2 separate regions of the Anser cygnoides genome follow, and region 2 is linked to region 1. The links are chromatin contacts, called in public Hi-C maps. All regions are on one chromosome and are shown on one strand. The core of a region is the stretch at or near the end of the contact, and the rest is flanking DNA. Distances in the headings are between cores, read along the strand shown.

Region 1 (2,700 bases), core at 76-2,575:
TATTTAGTCTGGTTGCTTGTTCCCCCTGTAGACACTAAAAACTATGTGCAACAAAGAGATGCTAAAGCAATAATAAATTTATTACTTAACATATACATCAAAGCTTACGCAACAGATTGTTGCTGGTGAACTACCAGCACACAGAAAACAATGTTTTCTCCTTCAAAGAGATCGCCAAGTGAGGGGCAAAAAAAAAAAAATCCATGAAACTGGCAACCAGGTAGGTCGGTCTGGGGCACAGAAGTTACCAACGAGATCCCGAAATGCGGAACCGTGCCCAGCCGAGAGCAAAAGGGATCTGTCATGGTAGCACCGGCTGCAGACCGGGGCTCGCATGAATCTGAGGGGTGTGTATTGCAGATGTCCGCAGGAAAAGCCATACACCTCAGGCAGCCTGCACGTTTCTGCCGGCTCCCAGGGGCAGGTGGGCACGGCAGCGGCACAGCTTGCCGTCAGCAGCGCCCCTTCTCCGAGCGGCCGGCTCGTCCGAAGGGGCACTGCTGCTGAACACGCGCTGAGACCCGGGCAGAAAGCCTCATCCCACCCCTTTCCTGGCATAAAATACCGCAGGAAGCAGCAACAAAGTCCAAGGATTGTACCCTAGTCACTAATACAAGGTGAGGACAACTTTTCAGGATTCCTGACATAATGCAGGTAACCTGAGACCTCAGTAACCCAAGAAGTAGGAGCTCCTTGATCACCAAGCTATTGTAGGATGAACTCTTTTTAACTGCACGTTTAATGGTATTGCCTGGGGTTTATATACGAGCAGGCATCTACGTTATCCCCATGCTTGTCTTTAAGTGCTTCCTGATCTCCACGAGCCATCTGTTCCAGCAGGAAATAAAAAATAACCATGAAAAAAAAAAAAAAAAAGATACACCTAGCTCGGAAAGGGAAGCTCACCCAGCGGGGAGCCGTAAACCACGTTTTATTACTTGCCACCTGCCCGCCCGAGGCCGGGTGGATCAGGCCCGGGCGTCCCCTGGAGCCCACCCGGTCCCGTTACGCGGGCCGCAGCCCCGGGACGGCGCGGGGGTGCCGAGCCCGGCCCGGCCGCCTCCTCTCCCTCCCTCCGGCCGCCTCCTCACCGTGCTCCCGGGGGGGGGACCCAGCGGGGGGGGACCCACCGCCCCCCGCTGCCGCTGCCGCCGCCGCCGGGCGCAGCGCCATGGGCCGCGGCGGGGCCAGGAGGGCGCGGGGGCGCAGCGCGGGGCGCAGCGCGGGGAGCAGGCGGCGCAGCAGCCGCTGCATGCCCGGCGGGGCCGGCGGGGCGCTCCGCTGCGGGACGGCCGGGGGACGGGGCCCGGCGCTCCCCCGGGACTACAGCCCCCGGCGTGCCCCGCGCACGGAGCCCCGCGTGGGGCATGGCGGGAGGGGCGGGGGTGGGCCGCCCTGTCGGTGCTCCCCGCCCCGCCGCTGGCCCGCCCAGGGGCGGCGCTCATGGCGGCGCTGAGGGGAATGAGGGTTCCCTGCGCGGGTTTCGGTTGTGTGTTGTGCCCTGTGCTGTTCCTGCAGCTTGTACTCTGCGGTGTGCTGTTGTCCAGCTGCCCTGTACGCAGTGGAGGCATCCAGATAGCGTGTCCTGACACGAGATGTACATTTGTTGTTGTGTACATCTCGTACATGTCACATACATCTCATATATGTCACGTACATCTCATATATGTCATGTACATCCCATATATGTAATGTACATTCCATATATGTTATGTCCATTTGTTGTTTTCACTCTTATTTTACCAAAATTTGGCAGCTAAACAGAACGCCTCTAACTCCACAGGAGTGCTTTGAGCTGACTACTCCTCAGACTCCTCAAAATAATCATTTGTATTTTGGGACCACCAGAGGAACTTTATACCACCCAAAGCACTAATTTTTATCCGTTTAGCTGCGGTCCAGGGAAAAACATCATCTTCCTTGAAACATCCATTCTTTATGCAATCACCCGGTCTCCTGACATCACTCTGGCCCACCCTTACCGTTGGCAATAATGCTTCTACTGTGGCTGTACAATCTCCTATTGGGAATCAACCTCTTGGGTGTACACGAGAGGCTGTTTCTCCGAGGCGAGGAATGCAAGACACTATTTTCCTGCTTAAATAAAGACTTTGTGCCCTTTGGAAGCCAAACGCTGTCACTACATTCTGTGGGCGAAGCCAAGCCAAATCTCGCCTTCTGTTTTTGCAGATCAGCCTGTGCATATAGACCAGATCTGAAGGAGCTGATTGTTTATCCATATATACAAATTCTTACTTTCGCTTTTAAAGGGAGTAGGATTGGAGGGGGAAAAAAATAAAAAATGGCTGTATTAGGGAGGAAGCCGCAAAGCTGCATGCATTCTGGATGTTAGAAGCTGAGAGACTAGTGAAAATTAAGGGAGTTTCTGTATTTGGCTTGTCTGTGCCTTCCCTTTCTGGGAGATAGTTTGTTTGGAAATACTTTACAACCTTTTTGACCCATTTCATGCTGTGTTTGCCCTCAATGTCTTTCACACTGTTTTCATGGGGTCTGTATAGACCCATGGAAACCAAAGCCTGGATTTGACACAAAAATCCAAGTTTTGGAGAATCTCAGAGAAGCTTTATGATAAGGCTGTTGGCTGTTTTGCTTACTGTATGTGTTTCAGCTAAATAACAGCTATCGTTAGGAGGCTAAATACGTAAGTGGTCACCTGTTCCTAGCTGGTTAGCATTGTTA
Region 2 (2,753 bases), core at 230-2,729, 150 kb after region 1:
CAGGGCTTGATCTGGAATTCAGGCAAGGCTTCTTCCCTAACCTTGCAGTGGTTGGGTAAATCTAGCCTGTTGCTGTCAGGCTCACCTTGGGTCAGCTCTGGGCAAGCGTCTTGGTTTCCCTGCAGAGCCCTGCAGTCAGGATTGTCCTAGACAAGTCTGCTTTTGAGATCATGGGTGAGCTGTTGGAGCTGAAACCTGCAGTACAATGCATCATGGACATTTGTCCCTCATGGGATTCGCATCGAGCTACACCAAGAAGCGTGCTGAAGTTTACTGAGGAAATCTAGGATGTCACTTTAGCTTCTCCAGCATTCCTTAAGGAAAAAAGGTCAAAAGGCAGCTAATTTCAGGAACAAGCTTAGCTAACGTCTGCAAGGAGGGGTTTTGGAAGGGCTGAAGGAAAAACAAGATAAGGACTGATATGAATGCACTCTGGGACAGGCCGTGGCAGTTTTTGTTTAAGATTGGAGGCTTAAAATGAGAGCGGCATGTGTGTACATCGGCTCAGATTGAGCAGTCTCAGACTATATATCAGACCTAGCTGGGACTCAAACCTGGAAGGCATGAAAACCATCCCATTAAAATGTGGTGGTCTGATGTGCAGGGATTTCTTTCCTGAAAGGAATCCCCTGCCTGCTACAGCCATAGCCCTGTGTCTTTGTGCAGGACGCATCAGATCCTGTGAGGACCCCGGTTTGCAACACTGGTGTGAGGTTTGTGTCGCTTGCTGTGCGTTCACCTGGGTGGGCAGGCTGTTTCTTCTGCTGCTTTTACTGTAAAGATGGATTTCGGAAGCAAATATAAGCTGATTTTAACATAGAAAAATTAAAATGGCAAATGTACATTCACGTACCAAGTAAGAACAAATGCATACCTTTGAAAGAACACAGAGGCACGCTCAGCAGCCAGCTATTGTGGGGTGTAGCTGCTGGCAGCTTCATGCTGAAGACTCACACAGAGAAAAACAATCTTTGCTCTAGCCGCCCTATTCTTTTTCTCCATTTGGTTGTCTTTTTGTACTGCATCATAGGTAAAACTACAGAATTTTCAGTGAGGATTCAATCTGAATTCCAAACATATTTTTATAATATTTTTTCAAATTGGAAAATGGCTTAAAATGCAGTACAGCTTCAGAAGAGTAGGATCATTGTTCTCTTCGGTCTAGTTAAGAGTACAAGCCTGACAGCAGCCTGTTGAATGAGAAGTTTTGTCTGCCTACCCACTCTTTCTGCCTGAATTGCGACTCACCTTCTGATAGTTGCATCCTGAAATAGGCGATGAGCATCAGGAGGAATAAAGCCACAGACATGAAGATCCAGCCAAAGAGAATGCAGCCGGGTAGCTCCCTTACAAACACGGAAATAATGTAAGTTAGGCTCATTTCTTCTGCAGCAGCCTTGCTGAATAAGTTTCTTCAGCTCTGTAAGTGTGGAGCTGATTTATCCTGCTTTCTTCCTTTTTTTTTTTCTTTTTTCTGCATCAACATTCTGCCCTTTGCTCAGACTATTATCACTTTTTGGACTTTGGTTTGTTTGTATAGGCCCGTGATTCTTAATAGGATTGGAGTTCACTTGTAAAGTTACTCAACCATGGAGTTTAAAAGTGCTTATTCAAGTAGTGTAGGGCTCTGAAACCTTTGGATATGTTGGGCTGGGCGCAATATGTAAAGCTGCTGCCTTTTCAGCAGTATGGGCTCTGTCGTCTGCTAATATACATGCCATTCTGAATAATAAGCATACTCCTTCCAGATATATTACTGATTTTACAATAGACCTCAATTGTTCCCTCAAGGTGAAGACCCTGTTATACATACAGGTTGGAACACAGGCATACATGTACTCTCTGTTCTGAAGTTTTCAGACCAAACCACTGAGGCAGGCACAAGTGAGAGAATGGTGTTGTAGCAACAGCATTTTTTCCAAAAAGTAGCTGCTGAACAGCAAAATTCAGGAAGGATTCTTTTTTTAGAAAAATCAGAAATATTTGATTCTCAGGGACATACATGCCAAAGAATTTATGAACCTTTTAAACATCCAAGTAAGCAACTGGATTTGGGGTGTTCAGTTTTTCCCATCTGGTCACCAGTCCATAGCAGAACTGTGTCTAGGACGCACTGATAAGTTTAGAAAGAAGACTAGCCATAATATATCCCTTCCTTACACCTTCAGATTTATAAAACCGTCACCTCAGTAGATGTGGCATCTTGATGTCACCTGGAGACAATGCAGAGTCTTGCCATTTGACCTGCCCGCATGCTTGAATCCCAGCAGAGACATGCTTCAAGTTGTCAGAGATCAGGTTAGTCTACCTGAACATCCAATCTGTGGCATATCGCATCTGATGCCCAATGAAGGAAGGTACCAGGTAACATAAAGCATTATGGTTTTGTGGCTTCAGCAGCTTGTTATGACATGGACAACAAATCTGGCCCATTTTACGAGCATTTGTTTAATACCTACCAAATCTGAAATGGGACTGTGAGCTCAAAACGGAAACTACCATTTTAATAGCAATTTTCTCTGGATGCCCAGCAGTGATGTAGAAGATTTGACTAATTAGGCAGGTGGGTAGGCTGGAGTTAATGGAAAATGCAGTGGATTTGTAGTGAACAAATGTGTAGTGTCACTTGTAATGAACACGTTACTTCTGTGTTCACTTTGTATTCTTTATCTACTGTATTCAAAAGGCAACTAATCTCACCTAGCAATTGCTTTAAGTTTGTAGTTTTATTTGAGCTGTAACGTATCTGGCAA

The links. Hi-C and Micro-C count contacts between places; a contact is called where the count stands out from the background.
Region 2: a contact with region 1 is called in a Hi-C map of liver, with 1.6 times the contacts expected there. The contact joins the promoter of SMLR1 here to the promoter of AKAP7 in region 1. A contact is called at or near these places in 2 of 7 Hi-C or Micro-C datasets (both in liver).

What each region holds. Positions count from the first base shown.
Region 1 is chr3:63,266,025-63,268,724 of Taihu_goose_T2T_genome, forward strand. AKAP7 (A-kinase anchoring protein 7) reads right to left here and starts at 1,326. Exons shown (of 9, transcript XM_066994279.1): 1 at 1,092-1,326. The coding sequence starts at 1,254.
Region 2 is chr3:63,417,645-63,420,397 of Taihu_goose_T2T_genome, forward strand. It overlaps SMLR1 (small leucine rich protein 1), which reads right to left and starts at 1,480. Exons shown (of 2, transcript XM_066994298.1): 1 at 1,249-1,480. The coding sequence starts at 1,381.